Linked DNA regions of Macaca mulatta: region 2 is linked to region 1. The links are chromatin contacts, called in public Hi-C maps. All regions are on one chromosome and are shown on one strand. Each heading gives the region's core, a stretch centred on a gene start, on an enhancer-like site or on the middle of the called end of the contact. The rest is flanking DNA. Distances are from core to core; before and after follow the strand shown.

Evidence for each region. A called contact is a pair of places that touch in the nucleus more often than the background predicts.
Region 2: a contact with region 1 is called in a Hi-C map of liver, with 2.2 times the contacts expected there. The contact joins the promoter of TMCO6 here to the enhancer-like site in region 1. A contact is called at or near these places in 4 of 14 Hi-C or Micro-C datasets (CD4 T cells, fetal cortex germinal zone, fetal cortical plate and 1 more).

What each region holds. Positions count from the first base shown.
Region 1 is chr6:149,430,157-149,435,978 of T2T-MMU8v2.0, reverse strand. It overlaps LOC100429177, which reads left to right. Exons shown (of 15, transcript XM_077937153.1): 9 at 3,795-3,928; 10 at 5,630-5,713. Among named protein-coding and RNA genes, the nearest start is that of SLC35A4, 12 kb to the right of the region's middle. Within about 2 kb of position 3,793, at least 1 of the 40 cell types and tissues checked has an H3K27ac peak or open chromatin away from gene starts, as enhancers often do. A contact at or near this core is called in liver, where this site is marked.
Region 2 is chr6:149,477,580-149,483,519 of T2T-MMU8v2.0, reverse strand. TMCO6 (transmembrane and coiled-coil domains 6) reads right to left here and starts at 1,323. Exons shown (of 9, transcript XM_077937177.1): 1 at 1,158-1,323; 2 at 915-1,027.

The DNA.
Region 1 (5,822 bases), core at 2,544-5,043:
TTATTTATTTATTTATTTAGAGACAGAGTCTCGCTCTGTCTCCAGGCTGGAGTGCAGTGGCGTGATCTCAGCTCACTGCAACCTCCGCCTCCCGGGTTCAAGCGAGTCTCCTGCCTCAGCCTCCCGAGTAGCTGGGACTACAGGTGCAGCTAATTTTTGTATTTTTTAGTAGAGATGGGGTTTCACCATGTTGGCCAGGATGGTCCTGATCTCTTGACCTCGTGATCTGCCCACAGCCTCCCAAAGTGCTGGGATTACAGTCGTGAGCCACCATGTCCGGCTAATATCTTAAATTTAAAACAGTCTCACCAGGCACAATGGTATGCACCTGTAATCCCAGCTACTCGGGAGGCTGAGGCAGGAGGATCTTTTGAACCCAGAAGTTTGAAACCAGCTTGGGCAACATAGTGAGACCTCATCTAAAACAAACAAACAAACAAACAAACAAAAACCATATAGCAATCCAGCTTGAATTAATACCAACTTAGCTTCAATATCTATAAAGATTTTACCCCTATACATCTGCATCTTTTCCCATTATGTTGCTAATGTCACAAATTACATCTTTATACATTGTGTGCCCATTATCATAGGTTTACAATTATTGTTTTATGCATTTGTTTTTTAAATCCTATGGGCAAAAAAGAGGAGTTACAAACAAAAAATGCAATATTATGGGCTTTTATATTTACACATGTAGTTACCTTATTATTGTTCCTTATTTATTTATATGGCTTCAAGTTACTGTCTAGTGTCCTTTCATTTTGGGTTGATGGACTCTCTTCAGCATTTTTGTTAAGGCAAGTCTACTATTGATGAATTACTTCAGCTTTGATTTATCTGGGAGTGTCATAATTTTGCCTTCATTTTTGAAGGATAGTTTTGCCAGATATATAATTCTTGATTGGCAGGATTTTTTTTAAGCACTTTAAATACCGTTGTCTCTTTGTATCTCTTTGGGGATTCACTCCAGGATCCCCCCGCAGGTATCAACATTCACAGATGTTCAAGTGTCTTATATAAAATGGTGTGGGCTAGGCACAGTGGCTCATGCCTGTAATTCCAGCCTTTGGGATGCCAAAGCAGAAGGACTGCTTGAGCCCAGGAGTTTGAGACCAGGCTGGGCAACATAGTGAGATCTTGTCACTACAAAAAATAAAAATAAAAAAGACTGTAAAAAACAGTAATAATAGCTACTTGAGGGGCTGAAGCGATAGCTTGAGTCCAGGAGGTCAAGGCTTCAGGGAGCCATGATCACACCACTGCACTCCAGCCTGGGTGACAGAGCAAGACCCTATCTAAAAAAATACTGATAAAAATAACTGGGTGTGGCGCTCACACCTGTAATCCCAGCACTTTGGGAGGCCAATGTGGGTGGATCACTTGAGGTCAGGAATTTGAGACCAGTCTGGCCAACATGGTGAAACCCTGTCTCTACTAAAAACACAAAAATTAGGTGGGCACCATGGCTCCCGCCTATAATCCCAGCACCTTGGGAGGCCAAGGCAGGTGGATCACCTGAGGTCAGGAATTTGAGACCAGCCTGGCCATCATGGTGAAACCCCGTATCTACCAAAAATATAAAAATAAGCTGGGTGTGGTGGTGGGTGCCTGTAATCCCAGCTACTGGGGAGGTCAAGGCAGGAAAATTGCTTGAACCCGGGAGGTGGAGGTTGCAGTGAGCTGAGATCACACCACTGCACTCCAGCCTGGGTGACAGAGCGAGACTCTATCTAAAAAGGAAAACAACAACAACAACACACACAAAAAAACTAATAAAAATAAAAAATAAAATGTTATAGTATTTGCACATAACCTACGTACATCCTCCCACATACTTTAAGTCATCTCTAGATTACTTATAATTCCTAATACAATGTAAATGTTATGTAAATTGTTATACTGTATTGTCTAGGGAATCATGACAAGAAAGAGTCTGTACATGCTCAGTACAGACAAAACCATTTTTCTCCCAAATATTTTTGATTCGTGCTTGCTTGAATCCACAGATGCAGAGCCTATGGATATAAAGGGCCAACTTTATGTTATCTCCATGGTTTCTGGGGATAAATCTGTTTTTAGTCTTATTGAAGATCCATTGCACATAATAAACTGCTTCTCTCTTGCTGTTTTCAAGATTCTCTCTTTATCTTTGTGGGTTTTTTTTTTTTTTTTCCGAAGACTGTATTCTTTGTATTCACTGAAGCCTTCATTTTGTTATTTTAGTTGTTAGCCAGTGACCTAACATAGAATTCCTTAAATGCCTGCGACCAAAAAAAAAGTTTTGTTTTGTTTTTTAAAAAGGAAGAAGAAAGAAACAAATAAAAAAGAAACGAAAAGAATAAAGAAGAATATGAAAAAGAAAACAAAGGAAGGAAGGAAGGAAAAAAGAAAAAGAAAAACTTTTCCAGGTCTTTGCAGATTGGCTGTGTGGAGTCACTCCTAAGCTTAGCCAGGCAATTTACAGCTCTGTTTTAGCCTTCACTTCCTGCTTGTGCTGAGCCCAAAGACCAGACAGAGATGAAAGCTTATTGTCTTATTGGGCCTTTTCTGCACATGAGTCCTACCCTGGGTGTGCTTTCTACACTCTCTGGTTCACATGGGAACTTTTTGAAGCCCTTATTCTCCCAAAAATATCACTTCCAAACTTTTCCCAGTCTTTCAGGGTGTCAATTGTTTGCCTCAACTGTTATTTTTGCTTCAGGCAGCAGTGCCTTGTTCTTTTGTTCTTCAACAGTTTCCAGGGAACATCCTCTGTGTAGCTGCTCTGCCTTGAGAGAGTTCTGAGACAGGTGAAGCAAAGAGATTTCCCTTTCATCAGTTCTTGGGGGGAAACTCCAGAAAATCAAAAAAGATAAACACGATTCATTGGGAACAACATCTTCTCTGCTCCCTTCCTAACCAGGAACCCCCACCAGAAATTTGGGCTACTGTCTTCAAGATTAGCCCTGTGCTGGGGAGGGGTTGAAGCGAGGGTAAGTTAAAACACCACAGAGATCTCCTACGATGTTTAAATTGCCTCTCCTGGTTAAGCATTTGTTGCTGTAAACCTCTATCTTTCAGAGTTAAAATAAGGTTGTTTCTGGCAATTTTTGCTAGGTATTTCTGGGGATGGATGGACTCCTGGAGTTCCCTACTCTGTGATTTTCACTGATGTCATCTTCTTTTGCCCATTTTAAAATTGGGTTATTTGTCTTTCTATTATTGAGTTGTAAGAGCTCTTTATATATTCTGGGTACAAGTCACTTGTCAGGTACACAATTTAAATTTTTTACCGTGAGAATCTATTACTTCTTTTTTAAAAATTTGTTTGTATTTTTGAGACAGACTCTCACTTTATTGCCCAGGCTGGAGGGCAGGCAGTGGTGTGATCTTGGCTCACTGAAACCTCTGCTCTCTGGGTTCAAGCAATTCTCCTGCCTCAGCCTCTCTAGTAGCTGGGATTACAGGTGTGTGCTACTACATCTGGCTAATTTTTGTGTTTTTAGTAGAGACAAGGTTTCACTATGTCAGCCAGGCTGGTCTCGAACTCCTGACCTCAAGTGATCTGCCAGCCTCGGCCTCCCAAAGTGCTGGGATTATAGGTGTGAGCCACCATGCCCATGGAGAATGTATTACTTTTGTAACTCAAAAAGTAATACTAATAAAATAGAGATCTGTATGATGTTTCAAATCTGTCTGGTAATGCACAAAAGTTTCTGGAAATAGTTGCCCTTTCCATCAGAGTGTAACTCTGTCCAGTTTCTTTCCCCATCCACCAGTGGACATCGCCTTTCTTCCTCTCCCTCTTGCAGAGACTGCCCCCTGCTGCGGGTGTTGGCTGGTGAAGTTGTTGGTGAGGAGGCGGAGGGCTCTTTACCATGGATTGTCTCACAGCTTTTGGGAGGAAACAACTACAGTGGCCTGCTTCTTCGCCTGGACCCCCAAGGTGGCCAGGGGGAGAGTGTGGGGTTCTTTGGGAAGCTCTGAGATCTGTCCTTAGGCCTGCCTCACCCATCACCCAACCAACCTCAGCCCCAACTCCAGCCCAGAGAGAGAGCCTGACTCTCCAAGAGGGCCCCAGAATGCCTAGACTGACAGAGACTGGAGAGGCAAAGCAAGGTCAACAGTGAAAGTAACCCCTCACCCTTCAGAGGCCTTAAACCACTTACCAAGCATTTTTGCACAAATGCCTTTGATTCTTACCAAAACCCCATGAGGCAGATATAATTTACAAATAAGGAAAGAGAGGCAGGCCTAATTTATAGATGAAGAGAGGGAGATAAGAGAAGAGAAGGGAGTCTCTTATTTTCATACACCCGTTAAAAATCAAGCCTCAGCTGAGTGCGGCGGCTCATGCCTGCAATCCCAGTATTTTGGGAGGCTGACATGGGCAGATCACCTGAGGTCAGGAGTTCGTTGGCCAGGCCACTAGCCTGGCCAACATGGTGAAACTCCATCTCTACTAAATATACAAAAATTAGCTGGGCATGGTGGCGGGCGCCTGTAGTCCCAGCTACTTGGGAGGCTGAGGCAGAAGAGCTGCTTGAACCTGGGAGGCAGAGGTTGCAGTGAGCCAAGATCGTGCTACTGCACTCTAGCCTGGGCGATAGAGCGGGACTCCATCTCAAAAAAAAAAAAAAAAAAAAAAAAAAAAAACCCTCTGTGTCCTTAATGTAGATGCTGGCAGAAAAAAAGAAAAAAAATCAAGCCTCTGAAATGTTATGATGTCAGGGATTTGGGGGAGGTCGAGGTGGGGGTATTGATCAAACAGAAATGGCATGAGTTTATAACTGTCAAAGCTAGGTGACAGGTACACAGGATTTCCTATACTTTGTGTATGTTTGAAATTTTCCATAATAAAAGAGTAAAAAATGTCTGGCCCTCGTCTCCAAAATCAACAAACACACATTCATTTGGCTAGCAAGTTCCCAGACCTCCCCTGTGCAAGGTCCCTTGGAATGAGGAAGATAAGTTAGAGCAGTTCACACCCACAAGGATAAAGCAGTGAGGGCCAGACGTGTTTACCTTCAGGCCAGTTTGGTATCATGATGAAGGGCATGGGCTTGAGTTTTGGCTCTGCCACTTGCCAAGAAGTTGCTTGACCTCTTTGAGCTTCTATTGCCTCATCTGGAAAATGTCGGGGGAGGCAGGATAGATTAGAGCTTCTGCCTGATTGGAGTGTTGTGTGGATAAAAAGAGGCAATCCATGAACAGCCTTAGTGAAGTGTCATCAAGCACATGTAAAAGCCTAGAGGGGGTTAGATATTTTTATGAATAGTACTACTAACAAAAAGTAAAAGTATTACAGGCCGCGTGCTTTGGAGTCCACAGGAAGGAGTAATTCACTTGGAGTGTCCCTTTACTAGGTAGCTCCCTCAGTTTGCTCCAGGCTGCTCTGTTGGGGGCCTCAAGAAGGAGGATGCAGGTGAAACAGGTGAGGCCCACCCTGTGGGATGCAGTAGAAGAGGCTCGGGCCCGCCGGGCTGGCCTGAGGCCCCTGCGTTTAGGCCTCCTTGAGGACACCCTGACATACAGTGGGCTAAGCCAGCTGGGAAGAGCACTGCAGGAGTTAGAGGTGAGCAAGGTGAAGCCGGAGGGCATCTGGGCCAGCCATGGCCAGTACCCACCTTGAACCCTTTCTCCATAGGTGGTAAAAGCGTGGAGCCAGCACCCAAGAAGAAAGATGCTCCAAGGAGCCAGAACTGAGGCGATGAGGCTTCCAGAGCCACAGGTATGTCTTCGCATTCACCCTTTTGGGAGCCACATTTGTGTCTGCCTTCTTGTCTTCTTTCCAAAGCACTTTGAGGAAGACCTCCATTCACTCATTGACTTATTGATTC
Region 2 (5,940 bases), core at 74-2,573, 50 kb before region 1:
CTAGTTGGAGAAAGAACAATAAACAAGCCATTAGATAATGATTAATATTTTACAAGAAACAAGTAGGTGGCCGGGCACAGTGGCTCACGCCTGTAATCCCAGCACTTTGGGAGTCCGAGGCGGGTGGATCACGAGATCAGGTGTTCGAGACCAGCCTGACAAACATGGTGAAACCCCGCCTCTACTAAAAATACAAAAATTAGCCGGGCATGGTGGCGCGAGCCTGTAATCCCAGCTACTCAGGAGGCTGAGGCAGGAGAATCGCTTGAACCCGGGAGGCGGATGTTGCAGTGAGCCGAGATCATGCCACTGCACTCCAGCCTGGCGACACAGCGAGACTCTGTCTCAAAAAAACAAAACAAAACAAAAAGAAGGTTCTCAAGACAGAATACCAAAAGAAACCCACATCAGACGTAGCGAATGCCAAGGGCTTGAGACACAAGGGTCCGATATATCGTTGCAGGAACTGAAAAGGGGACAGTGGCTAGGATGAGAAAACTGATAAAATTAGAGTTAGGAAGAGGCTAGACCATGCTATGATTTGCAGGACACAGGAAAGATTTTGGTCTCCATGTGTTTTTAAAGGACGTATTGACGGCGACAAGCATAGATGCAGGGTGACCTTTTAGGAGACTGCAGTAGTATCCAGAGAGGTAGTGGTGGCAGCTTCGATGGTGAAGCATGTAAAGACTCCAAAGCTCTTCAGGAGGTACACAACTAGGACTTGATGATGGAATGATATGGGGTTGAGGGTCAAAGAGTTGTGCAGGATGATTCCCCTGTTTCTGGCTTGACCCACTGAATGCATGGAAGTGTAGAGTGGATTGCGTTCAGGTTTGGGGCAGACCTCGAGTACTCCCGGGAGTCTGGCGCCAGTGGCGTGGACTCCAGCGCACCCTGCCTTGCCCCCTCACCTCGGCCTCCCCGAGGATCGCAGCCACACATCCCTCTCCAGCTTCCTCTGGGGCGTCTTCTCTCAGCAGCCTCTTGCTGACCAGCTGCTGCTCCCTCCGCGCCTTCCGCAGTGCTGGGGGCAGAGGAGCGGGCTGAGCGTGGGAAGGACGACCGGAACCCAGATCCCGCGGCTCCAAGCCTGAAGTCTCAACCTATCTCCGATCGCTATATGCCCCCGCGCTCCCTCGGCCGCCCACACCTGCCTCCTGCTCCCGCCGGCGGCGCCGTAGCTCCTCCACCCCGCAGACTGTGGGCCTAAGGTGGCCCTGCCGTCGGCTCCACATGGTAGAGCAGGAGGAGGAACGCCGCAGGAAACAGCGGCCACAACGCTCCCAGGGGCGTAGACGATGGCACCGACTGCGCAGACTCAGCACAGGGAAGGCCCAGGCGGGGAAGTCGCCAGGAGCGGAGTGGGTGCTGGGTGAGGGCGGGGCTCGGCGAGCGGACGCTGCGCGGGGACGGTGGGCGGGGTGAGGGCTAGAGACGCTGCACCACCAGACCAGAGCCAGAGGCGGCGCTCCGCCTCTGATTGATTTGTCTTATCAATTTTAGGAAAAGAAGTCACTCATCCCTTACCTCAAGTGCCCCAAGCCAGCGGTGTCACAATCTACTCAGCAAACACAACTTCCCCACCCACAATGCGCTCTAGATGAACGTTCAAAACAACCCTGAACTTCGGGAAGCGCCACCATGCCATTTCACCATTAATGCGGATCCCACTGATAAGAGCTGCCAGAAACGCTTGAAGCGTCATTGAATTGTCAACGAAGAGTCAAACTCTGTAAAATATTTGAAGAGACTTATTCTGAGCCAAATATGAGTGACCATGGCCCGTGACACAGCCCTCGGGAGGTCCTGAGAACATGTGCCCAAGGTGGTCCAGTACAGCTTGGTTTTACATATTTTAGGGAGATATGAGACTTCAATCCAAATCATTCAAGAAATACACTGGTTGGGCCGCGCGTTGTGGCTCACGCCTGTAATCCTAGCACTTTGGGAGGCCGAGGCGGATGGATCAATTTAGGTCAGGAGTTTGAGACCGGCCTGGCCAACATGGTGAAAGCCCATCTCTACTAAAAATACAAAAATTAGCCGTAGTGGTGGGTACCTGTAATCCCAGCTACTCCGGAGCCTGAGACAGGAGAATGGTTTGAATCCGTGAGGCGGAGGTTGCAGTGGGCCGAGATCGCGCCATTGCACGCCAGCCTGGGCTACAAGAGCGAAACTCCGTCTCAAAAAAAAGAAAAAGAAAGAAAGAAATGTGGGATATGATGAGGTTTCTCTTCAAATAATTAGATCAGTCTTTTATTCTTTAATTCATAGTACCCCCCACACACACCTTTTTTCCCCCTTTTCTCCTTTTTTTTTCCTTTTTGCCTTCATTAGATGCCCAGGCACGCCACAGTACTAGGCGTTATCTGTACCAGCTCACATTCCTTTCTTTATTTGGAAAGAGGACTAACTTTGTAGTTCATTACAGGCACCCCTTCCCCTTCCTCTCCACTTTCTTTTAAGTGTCCACCTTATCTAAAAAATTCAAGTGTTTAGCCAACCGGGATTAGTTTAGATTGTATGACCCGCAGGACTTGCGTCAGGAATAAAGGCTCTCGTGCCCCTTTGTTCAGGTGTGCTCTCATGGCGACTGGCCAAACAGACACCCCTCTGCACAGAAGTAAAATTGCTTTGCTAAGAATCCTTTGTTCGAGTGTTCAATTTCCCTTAGGATTTTGGGTGTTGTTCCTAACAGAAAGAAGGAAAGAAAGAAGGAAAGGAGGAAAGAAGGAAGGGAAGGGAGGGGATGGGAGGGAGAGAAAGAAAGAAAGACATTGGTTTGTGGGACAACACAAAGGCGGGACAACTCAAAGTGAGGCGGTGGGGGGGCTTCCAGCTTATAGGTAGGTTTTAAATTTTTCTGGTTGACAATTGGTTGAGTTTCTCTAAAGACCTGAGATCAATAGAAAGGAATGTCTGGGTTAAGATGAAGGATTGTGGAGACCCAAGTTCCTATTTGCAGAGGAAACCTTCAAATCCTAGGCTTCAGAGAGAATGGGTTGTAAAATGTTTCTTATCAAATTTAAAGTCTGTGTTGATGTTAACGCTGGAGAGGTATAATGAGGCATGTTCAACTCCCACTTCCCGTCATGCCTTGAAACAGTCACTCTGTTAAATTTTAAAAGAGCCCTGGCTGAAGAGGAAGTCCATTCAGATGGTGGGGGTTGGGGGGGGGCTTAGAATTTTATTTTTGTTTTACAGAATGTTCACCACAATGACCATTATTCTCATTTTATATATGATGAAAATGAGAAAAATATCATTACTTCACTTCTCTGCATAAAACTGAGTTCCCATAATTTTTAGGATAAAATCTTTCACCAAATGTTGAGCGCCACTAGTCTACTAGGCACTAAGGAAACACTAGTGAATAAAAAACCATGTTCCTCACACTCAAAATTGGAATTGTGGCCAACTTAGCTCTACATGGTCTAACCCCTGCATACCTCTCCAATCTGGACTCACCTCTTCTGGGACCTTCTCTTTGTTAACAAGCCCTGCTCTTTTTCTCCTCCCCACTCCCACTCTTGGGGGAGGCTCTTGCACAAGTTGTTTTCTCTGCCTGCACCCTTACCTCTTCTCCCTAAGGAGAAGCATCCTTCCCTTAACAACATTCTCAACATCTCAAGTCCAGTGTCACATACTCAGAACCATTGTACCAATGACCCAGCTTCTTCATAACCCTTTTCACAGCTATCATTAAGTTATAGTGTAATTATTTGATGTTGTCTCCTCCCAGACCCCCTTGGCAGCTCCAGATTAGGGTCCTGGTGGCACCTAAGAATTTTTACAGGAAACCTCTAATTTTTAAAAAGCTATATAACTTAGGCAAAGGTTCAATTAAGCACAAATCTAGGAAAAAAGTTATTCTTAAAACCAACTTCTTTCCCTTGACCTTAATTCTACCCCTTGGAATTAATCAATGAAGTCTGCAATCTCTTCCACAAAACAGCACGTTAAAATATCTACAGACCATCATTCTATCCTTAATATCTTCTCTCCCAGTATCCATCCATCCATCCCCTGGACAGCTATTTATTGAGCACCTGCTGTGCACCATGCTCTGGCCAGGGACAGGGCCTGGATCTTGACCCCTTCCTCATGCAACTGTCTGGCTTCTTTTTTTAATTTTTCAATTTTTAAAAAAATTTAATTAAAAAATTTTTATTTTCTTATTTCTCCAAGAAAAACTTTTTATTTATTTATTTATTTATTTATTATTTTGAGCCAGGGTCTTGCTCTGTTGCCCAGGCTGCAGTGCAGTGGTGCAATCATGGCTTATCACAGCCTGGAGCTCAGCCTTAAATGATCCTTTCAGCTTGGCCTCCCAAAGTGCTAGAATTACAGGCATGAGCCACTGCACTTAACCCAGGCTGGCTTCTAAAACCCACACTTGGCCGGGCAAGGTGGCTCATGCCTATAATCCCAGCACTTTGGGAGACGGAGGCGGGTGGATCACCTGAGGTCAGAAGTTCGAGACCAACCTGACCAACATGGTGAAACCCCATCTCTACTAAAAATGCAAAATTAACCAGGTGTGGTGGCACATGCTTGTAATCCCAGCTACTCGGGAGACTGAGGCAGGAGAATCGCTTGAACCCAGGAGGTGGAGGTTGCGGTGAGCTAAGATTGCGTCATTGCACTCCAGCCTGGGCAACAAGAGTGAAACTCCATCTCAAAAAAAAAAAAAAAAAAAAAAAGAAAACAACAACAACAACTACAACTAAACCCACACTTACTCCAGGTGGGGAAGATGAAACAAGTTCCCAGCCAAAAGCTATATTCTGCCCAGTGTCTGCTCAGACAGCTACAGCTGCCCAAACTGCCTTTCTGTATCTACCTGTCTGGCAACACTGTTAACCCTGTAAGAACCAGCCCCAGGTCCTGTCTTGTACAGGACTGGCTGTTCCTTTCTCCAGACCATGTTCCTCCCCACCTCCGCCCTCCTCCCCCAACAACACAAGCCTTCTGTAAGAGCCCTCTCCACTATGGACTGAAGTTCTGGGTTCATGTTTGCTCTACCCACCTCCTGGAGCACTTCAGGGATTGTCTTGGTTATGTCTGCATCCCAGGGCTTTCTACCAACCCTAGTACTCGGTAGACAAATGGTAGATATTTGTAGAATCAAGCTGTGAGTTGGAGATCTTTGCAGAACCATCACTGCTCCTCTTAACTTGCACCTCCCCACCCCTAAGATGATGAGGTGTCAGACTTCAGGGGCCTGAGTTCTCTGAATGCAGACTCTGAGAAAGAAGACTAGTCATCAGGACTACACTGAAAAGATGTGGTTCTGTGCCAAAGACTTTACTCACAAACAGGTAATACTATCATCTCCGTTTCACAAAAGGGAGGCCCAAGTCTCACAACCTCAGTGGTAAAGCTGGGATTCCAAGACTGGCTGACTTCAAGTCAGATATACTCACATCTTGGTCTTCAGGGATATCACAGAGGCCTGGCATGGCACCAGGGCATGGCCCAGTGCATTGGGGTATGCCCAACAGGACCCACAGGGGGCAGTGATGAGCCTTCTTGTTTGGACTGGGGACAAATCTGCAGCTACTTCTCAATTAAAGAGGAAGTGGGAATTTAAAAAAGACTTTCGGTCAGGCACGGTGGCTCACACCTGTAATCCCAGCACTTTGAGAGGCTGAGGCGGGTGGATCACTTGAGGTCGGGAGTTCGAGACCAGCCTGACCAACATGGAGAAACCCCATCTCTATTAAAAATACAAAATTAGCCAGGGGTAGTGGCGCATCCCTGTAATTCCAGCTGCTCAGGAAGCTGAGGCAGGAGAATTGCTGGAACCCGGGAGGCGGAGATTGCAGTGAGCCGAGATTGTGCCATTGCACTCCAGCCTGGGCAACAAGAGCGAAACTCCGTCTCAAAAATTAAAAATAAATTAAAAATAAATAAATAATAAGAATACAAATACAA